Regions from separate parts of the Pan troglodytes genome. Here region 2 is linked to region 1. The links are chromatin contacts, called in public Hi-C maps. All regions are on one chromosome and are shown on one strand. Each heading gives the region's core, a stretch centred on a gene start, on an enhancer-like site or on the middle of the called end of the contact. The rest is flanking DNA. Distances are from core to core; before and after follow the strand shown. Region 1 has its middle 36 kb from the start of PTP4A2. Region 2 holds the start of SPOCD1 (SPOC domain containing 1).

Region 1 (4,294 bases), core at 92-2,591:
TAAATACAAGCCCGGGCGCGGTGGCTCATGCCTGTAATCCCAGCACTTTGGGAGGCCGAGGTGGGCAGATCATCTGAGGTCAGGACTTTGAGACCAGCCTGACCAACATGGAGAAACCCCGTCTCTACTAAAAATACAAACTTAGCCGGGTGTGGCGGCACATGCCTGTAGTCCCAGCTACTTGGGAGGCTGAGGCAGGAGAATTACTTGAACCCAGGAGGTGGAGGTTGCAGTGAGCAGAGATCGCGCCATTGCACTCCAGCCTGGGCAACAAGAATGAAACAACATCTCAAAAAAAAAAAAATAAATAAACAAATAAGTATGAAAGAAAAGAAGCCAGGCACGGTGGCTCACACCTGTAATCCCAACACTTTGGGAGGCCGAGGTGGGTGGATCACTTGAGGTCAGGAGTTTGAGACCAGCCTGGTCAACATGGTGCAACATCGTCTCTACTAAAAGTACAAAAATTAGCTGGCGTGGTGGTGGGCGCCTGTAATTTCAGCTACCCAGGAGGCTGAGACGGGAGAATTGCTTGAACCCGGGAGGTGGAGGTTGCCGCAAGCTGTGATCTCGCCACTGTACTCCAGCCTGGGCGACAGAGTGAGACTCCCTCTCAAAAAAACAAAACAGGCTGGGCACGGTGGCTCACGCCTATAATCCCAGCACTTTGGGAGGCTGAGGTGGGTGGATCACCTGAGGTCAGGAGTTCGAGACCAGCCTGTCCAGCATGGTGAAACCCCGTCTCTACTAAAAATACAAAAATTAGCCGGGTGTGGTGGCACATGCGCCTGTAATCCCAGCTACTCAGGAGGCTGAGGCAGGAGAATCACTTGAACCTGGGAGGCGGATGTTGCAGTGAGCCGAGATCACGCCATTACACTCCAGCCTGGACAACGAGAGTGAAACTCCGTCTCAGAAAAAAAATAAAAAAGAAAGAAAGAAAGTGGTCAACAGCGCTGACTGTTTAGAGGAGGCAAGTAGGAAAGGCCTGGAAAAAGTCTTTGGATTTGGTGATGAAAAGATCATCACTGAGTGTGATGACAGACAGTTCAGTGGCCGGGCAGAAGTCAAATGACAGGGACTGAGAAATGAGTGGACAGTGAGAATGGGAGTCAGGGTTTCGACTCTCCTGAGGCCTGGGATACGGAGGGAAGGAGAGAGTTTGTCCAAAGGCAAAAAGTTTGTGTCAAACAAGATTCCAGAGAAAGGCCTGGCTGCTGTTGAGAGACCCAGGAGTAGCTAAGGCCTTATTCTGGGTTCAGGAGGGCCTGGGAAGATGCTGTCTTGTTTGTGAACCTGAAGTGAAAGCTCACCAGAGGGGCCAGCAGAGGGAACTGCCCTGCGAGAAGGCCCCAGCTTTGCGGCTGGGTTTTCCCCACTCTGCATCTAGTTTCCTTGATCCACTGATTATCTTGGGCTGGTTTTGCTGAATGACTCAGGAGCTTGAGCAAGCTTTGCTACTCAGTTTCACAGCTCTGGGGGAGGGGAAGTTGGATTCCTTTCTGATAGCTGGGAAACAGTCATTAGATATTGAAGGAAGAAGGACAATTGGGCCCCAGCTTCAGAGAGAGAGAGAAAAAAAAAAAACGGCTCTCCAAGCCTTTATTTATTTATTTATTTATTTATGAGATGGAGTTTCGCTCTTGTTGCCCAGGCTGGAGTACAATGGTGCGATCTCGGCTCACGGCAATCGCTGCCTCCCGGGTTCAAGCGATTCTCCTGCCTCAGCCTCCTAAATAGCTGGGATTACAGGCATGTGCCACCATACCTGGCTAATTTTGTATTTTTAGTAGAGACAGGGTTTCTCCATGTTGATCAGGCTGGTCTCGAACTCCTGACCTCAGGCGATCTGCCCACCTCGGCCTCCCAAAGTGCTGGGATTACAGGCATGAGCCACCATGCCCGGCTCCTTTATTCTTAATAAAAATAACAATATCTAACAGTTATTGAGTGCTTTTACCATTGCCAGGCAATGTTCTATGGGCCTCCCGGCTTTATCTCTGGGGTTGACTACTTGTTATTATCCTTGTTTGACATAGGGAGTTGAGAGTTAGGTGAAATGACTTGCCTGGGGTATCCAGCCAGTCACTGGAAGAGCTGAGACTTGACTGCCAAAAGCCCATGTCCTTAACCACTGTGCAACACCGCACCTCTTAGGACCTCTCTAGGTGACCCAGCAAGGCCTGTGGGATTGAGGAGGGGCCTCCCAAATGAAGATCCTGGGCAAATGGCTGGAAAACAAAATCCTTAAAAAGAAGCTTCTCCCCTGCTAGGATTTCTGCTGAGAAGGAAGGGACAAGATCCCCTGAGCTTGTTCTGAGGCTCCTTATCACCTGAGACCCCCTTCTGTGATTCCTTTCCCCCACTTCAGCTTAGATAAAGGGCCTATTCACAGCCTCCCTGAGCTGTGTCTGGAAGCTGGCCCTGGCAGCAGCTAGTGGTTTGTCCCCTGTCCTGGCTCCTTCCTCCCTGCTTGCCTCCCCTGCCCCTGATTTGACACCTGGTATCTCTTTCCCGTGTCCCTGAGCTCAAGGCATGTGAGGCCCAGGCAGGCACAGTATCACTTTCTTCCTGAACTGTCCCTGAAGCAGGGATAATTTTGTATGCTGTCTGCCCCCTACTCTGTTGTCAGTGCACACTTCCAAGGGTTCCTGTGGAATCCAGGCTCCCGTAAACACCCAAAGAGGAGGAAGTGAGCCAAGCACTAAGCCTGTGATTGCATCAGGACTGACGCACTCTCTGCCTTTTCCCCTACCTCGGTCTCCAGGGGAGCCACGTGGGCAGGCCACTGGGTCAGGCCCAAGCCCTCTCCCCTTCATTTGGCTGAGGGGAAAAGGGGGATGCTATGGAAGGAACACAGACCTCCAGCAGCACCTCCTTGGCCTGGAAGGGAAGTAGCCAACACATTTGAAAGCTGAAGAGAAGGCAAAGGTGGGGTGGCCTGAGGAAAGGGTCTGAAAAGGCTGGGAAGTAAAGTTTTTGGCGTGTCAACTAAGTGCCAGGTTCTCTATACATGTAACACTATTAACAATAGGTCGGGTACAGTGGCTAACATCTGTAATTCCAGCACTTAGGGAGGCAGAGGTGGGAGGATGGCTTGAGGCCAGGAGTTTGACACCAGCCTGGAAAGAAAAAAAGAGAGAAATTTTTAAAAATAATAATAACAATAATAATATCTGACTATGAGGCTCTCGATCAGGAATTCCATTTCTATACTTAAAAGCAACTACCATAGGGGCCGGGCGTGGTGGCTCATGCCTGTAATCCCAGCACTTTAGGAGGTTGAGGTGAGTGGATCACCTGAGGTCAGGAGTTTGAGATCAGCCTGGCCAACATGGTGAAACCCCAATTCTACTAAAAATACAAAAAATTAGCTGGGCGTGGTGGCACATGCCTGTAGTCCCAGCTACTCGGGAGGCTGAAGCATGAGAATTGCTTGAACCCGGAAGGCAGAGCTTGCAAAAGACCGGGCGCAGTGGCTCACACCTGTAATCCCAGCACTTTGGGAGGCTTAGGCGGGTGGATCACCTGAGGTCAGGAGTTCGAGCCCAGCCTGGCCAACATAGTGAAACCCCGTCTCTACTAAAAATACAAAAAATTAGCCAGGCATTATAGTGGGTGCCTGTAATCCCAGCTGCTAGGGAGGCTGAGGCAGGAGAATCACTTGAACCTGGGAGGCAGAGGTTGCAGTGAGTACAATGGTCATGCCATTGTACTCCAACTTGGGCAACAAGAGTGAAACTCCAAAAACTCCATCTCAAAAGCAAACAAACAAAAAAGCAGCTACCGGCCAGGCGCAGTGGCTTACGCCTGTAATCCCAGCACTTTGGGAGGCTGAGGTGGGGAGATCCCCTGAGGTCAGGAGTTCAAGACCAGCCTGGCCAACATGATGAAACCCCGTCTCTACTAAAAATACAAAAATTAGCCGGACACGGTGGCGCACGCCTATAGTCCCAGCTACTGAGGATGCTGAGACTGGAGAATCACTTGAAACTGGGAAGTGGAGGTTGCAGTGAGCCGAGATCATGCCACTGCACTCCAGCCTGGGTGACAGAGTAAGACTCTGTCACACACACACACAAAAAAAAGCAGCTATCATTTTATTGTATGCTGGTGCTATGCAGTTTACATACATATATTCTCTTATCTAAGTCTAGAAACACCCTTATGAGTTATGATTACCCTTTTACAAAGTAAGGAAACTGAGACTCAGAGAGGTGAAAGTTCAGAATTCTCCCAGTCACTCAGCTGGGCATTGGAGAGTTAGGGTGTGGTGGATCTAGGTCTGTCTTCT
Region 2 (4,213 bases), core at 307-2,806, 140 kb after region 1:
TTCATGGATAACGGCAGAAGCAGGGAGGGGACATCAAGGGAAATTATCCATTTCACACAGAGAAGAGTCAAGAGATACAATATACAGAAGAAACAGACATTTAAGAATAGTATTCAAAGTGATAATAGAAACCAATAGTAAAATTTAAAATATAAATATAAAAAAGAGGGCCAGGCACGGTGGCTAACGCCTGTAATCCCAGCAATTTGGGAGGCTGAGGTGGGTGGATCACGAGGTCGGGAGTTTGAGACCAGCTTGGCCAGCATGGTGAAACCCTATCTCTACGAAAAATACAAAAATTAGCAGGGCATGGTGGCACGTGCCTGTAGTCCCAGCTACTCGGGAGGCTGAGGTAGGAGAATCGCTTGACCCTGGGAGGCAGAGGTTGTAGTGAGCCGAGACTGTGCCACTGCACTCCAGCGTGGGCGACAGAGCGAGACACTGTTTCAAAAAAAAAAAATATATATATATGTATATATATATATATATGAAAAGCGGAAGAGAAAGGGGGAAAGGGTGGTTAATAAAATCACCACAGCAGGAAGTCAACAGATACAACAGACACAGTTAAAATTAATAAATCAAGTAATAGAGGCATGAGTATATTATTTACGGTTATAAAATTTAAAAAATTAACATGACAACAAACATGGTAAAAAACAAAAAACAAAACACAGTTGTTTCCAGGAGTTGGGGTATTGGGAAATGAGAGATAGCTTTAAACTTTTTATTTCTAACCTTCTATTGGAATTGAATCTGCATTTCCATCTACATTAATTATATTTGAGATTTTCTTTTTAAATTAGGCAAGCACTATTCACAATAGCAAAGACATGGAATCAACCTAAATGCCCATCAATGGCAGATTGGCTAAAGAAAATGTGGTACATATACACAATGGAATACTATGCAGCCATAAAAAAGAATGAGATCATGTCCTTTGCAGGAACGTGGATGGAGCTGGAGGCCATTATCCTTAGCAAACTGATGCAGGAACGGAAAAACCAAATATTGCATGTTCTCACTTACAAGTGGGAGCTAAATGATGAGAACACATGGACAGAAAGAGGGTAACAACAGACACTGGGGCCTGCTTGAGGGTGGAGGGTAGGAGGCAGTAGAAGATAAGAAAAAATAAATATTAGGTACTAGGCTTGATAACTGGGTGACGAAATAATCTGTACAACAACCCCCATGACACAAGTTTACCTATATTAAAAACCTGCATATGGACCTCTGACCCTAAAATAAAAGTTTAAAAATAAAATAAAATAAAATTAGGCAAAAAATCTAGGTAATTCTGACATTGTCCTACTGGCTCAGGGACTATTGCGGTAGGATCAAGTTAAACTCTCAGGCAGGCAGCCAAGGCCCCTCGCTGCCCCATGCACCCACCTACCTCTGCTTGGGAGCCAGGATTGGCACCTCCTCCAGGAAGCCCTCAGGAGGAAGAGGGCGCCCTCTGCCGGGGCAGGAACGCCAGCACGCCTGGGGAGCAGCCCTTTGCGCATCATCAGGGACTCCGCCCCTATCCCTCAGCAAGGGCCTCCCTCCCCCGCATCACGTGATCCCAGCTCCTTTTCAGCTAGTGGGTGGAACCCCAGGAGGGAAAACTCAGGGAAGCCCAGGTGAGAGCGACGCGACCGATGGGGCCCGGATTTCTTGGATGCTGGGGAACCGTCCCAGTAAGGCTTGGGAACCTGGGTGGGGCGCCTTTCAGAACGGGACCGATGGGAGAGAGACGAGAAGGGTTATGGGCACGAACCCCGTTCAGTATCTGCTCCTTGCGCAGTGTGAGAACTGGGAGAGAGACTCCTGGCCCTTCCACTTCCTGTGCTTCCTTGGGTGAGTGTCTTAACATCTCAGAATCTCAGTGTCCTCACCTGTGGCTGCCAGTATGAAATGAAATAAGCACATAAGTCATAAATAAATGGTATCTTATTAGGTCCCATTTAAGCGAATGTGTGAACTCTCAGAGACAAGAAGACCCTGGAGGCCACTGTAGCTCGGCCCTGTTTGGAGGCAGGCCTCTCCACCCTCACCCAGGACACCAGCTCCTGCTGGGTGCTCCCCTCCCTGGAGTGCTCACCCCTAGGCCTCAGGAGTGGAAGGGTCTGGGAGAGCTGGCTGGAAGAGGGGCTCCTCCCAGTTCCCACTGAACGGGCTGACAGGTCGGACTCTCCAAGACAAAGTCTCCTCTTTCTGTCTCCACACAGGGCCCGTGTTGTGCTTTTGGCCCAGGTAGGTGGACAGACATGTCCCAGGAGGGGGACGTTGAAGGCCCCAGCACAGGAGACCCTGTGCTCAGTCCCCAACACAACTGTGAGCTTTTACAGAACATGGAAGGAGCCAGCTCCATGCCAGGCCTGTCACCAGATGGGCCGGGAGCAAGCTCTGGGCCCGGAGTCAGGGCTGGCAGCAGAAGGAAGATCCCCAGGAAGGAGGCCCTTCGAGGTGGCAGCTCCTGGGCTGCAGGTGCTGCTGAGGTCCGGCCAGGGGTCTTGGAGCTGCTAGCTGTGGTACAGAGCCGGGGCTCGATGCTGGCTCCTGGGCTCCACATGCAGCTGCCCTCGGTGCCTGCTCAGGGGAGAGCTCTGACCTCCAAGAGGCTCCAGGTTTCTCTGTGTGACATCTTAGATGACAGTTGCCCCAGGAAACTTTGTAGCAGGTCTGCTGGTCTCCCAGAGAGAGCTCTGGTCTGCAGGGAGAGGCTTGCAGAGGTGGAGGAGGTGAGCTGCCCCAGGCCCAGGGAGGCCAGAGACGGTGGAATGAGTTCTCCAGGGTGTGACAGAAGAAGCCCCACACTCAGCAAAGAGGAGCCCCCTGGAAGGCCCCTGACGTCCTCACCAGGCCCAGTCCCTGTGAGGGTAAGAAAGAAATGGAGGAAGCAAGGGGCTCATTCAGAGTGTGAGGAAGGGGCTGGTGACTTCCTGTGGCTTGATCAGAGCCCTCGTGGGGACAACCTCCTGTCTGTGGGAGACCCTCCCCAAGTTGCTGAACTGGAGTCCTTGGGAGGCCCTTGCAGACCTCCCTCTCCAAAAGACACTGGGTCTGGGCCTGGAGAGCCAGGTGAAAGTGGGGCAGGATGTGCCTCAGGGACTGAGAAATTTGGATATTTGCCCGCTACAGGGGATGGGCCCCAGCCAGGCAGCCCCTGTGGCCCTGTCGGGTTCCCAGTGCCCAGTGGAGGGGAGTCCCTCAGTTCAGCTGCACAGGCTCCTCCACAGAGCGCAGCACTGTGCCTGGGGGTGTCAGCACAGGCCTCTGCAGAGCAGCAAGAAGCTGTGTGTGTCGTGCGGGCTGGCAGCGATGAAGGCCGGGCTCCAGCACAGGACCAGGAGGAGCTGGAGGCCAAGGCTCAGCCAGCTTCCAGGGGAAGGCTGGAGCAAGGACTCGCTGCCCCCGCTGACACCTGTGCCAGCTCCTGGGAGCCCTTGGGCGGCCTCAGCTCCTCCCTGGATACTGAAGCCAGCAGGGCCTGCTCAGGCCCGTTCATGGAGCAGAGAAGATCCAAGGGCACTAAGAACCTGAAGAAAGGTCCAGTGCCCTGTGCCCAAGACCGGGGCACAGACAGAAGCTCAGACAACTCCCACCAGGACAGGCCAGAGGAACCCAGCCCAGGAGGCTGCCCCAGACTGGTGAGCTGAGTCTGAGAGTTTGGGATAGGAAGGGCCTGGCCATGTTTCTCAATAGCATACTTGGCAGTGGAATTTAATAAAGCTAAGCTAAATGGGCGCTTCATGAACATTCTCACATCCCTATTAACTAAACTGGGTAAAATGAGGCCCACAAACCGGGAAAGAGAAAATAAACTACATTCGCTGAATCCTTGTGAGGGGTCATTATCTTTTGGAGTCAGTCCTGGGTTCGAATTTTGCCTCTGCCCACTTCCTAGCTGAGTGACTGTGGGATGTTTTCTTAACCTCTCTAGGTTTCCTCATTGTAAAAAAAGGATACTAATTGCAGCTTCATGGGGTTGTTTCAAGGATTAAATGAGATTATGGTATAAAATAATGTGCCTAGGCCTGGTGCAGTGGCTCACGCCTGTAATCCCAGTACTTTAGGAGGCAGAGGCAGGCGGATCACGAGGTCAAGAGATCAAGACCATCCTGGCCAACATGGTGAAACCCTGTCTCTACTAAAAATACAAAAATTAGCTGGGCGTGGTGGCACATGCCTGTTCCAGCTACTCTGGAGGCTGAGGCAGGAGAAT

Evidence for each region. Hi-C and Micro-C count contacts between places; a contact is called where the count stands out from the background.
Region 2: a Hi-C map of induced pluripotent stem cells shows a contact between it and region 1, with 2.9 times the contacts expected there. The contact joins the promoter of SPOCD1 here to the enhancer-like site in region 1. A contact is called at or near these places in 2 of 7 Hi-C or Micro-C datasets (both in induced pluripotent stem cells) and 1 of 1 other capture datasets (stem cell-derived neural stem cells).

The regions. Positions count from the first base shown.
Region 1 is chr1:199,018,705-199,022,998 of NHGRI_mPanTro3-v2.0_pri, forward strand. No RefSeq gene overlaps it. Among named protein-coding and RNA genes, the nearest start is that of PTP4A2, 36 kb to the right of the region's middle. Within about 2 kb of position 1,342, at least 12 of the 24 cell types and tissues checked have an H3K27ac peak or open chromatin away from gene starts, as enhancers often do. A contact at or near this core is called in induced pluripotent stem cells and stem cell-derived neural stem cells, where this site is marked.
Region 2 is chr1:199,159,615-199,163,827 of NHGRI_mPanTro3-v2.0_pri, forward strand. SPOCD1 (SPOC domain containing 1) reads left to right here and starts at 1,557. Exons shown (of 16, transcript XM_063803714.1): 1 at 1,557-1,628; 2 at 2,217-3,638. The coding sequence starts at 2,256.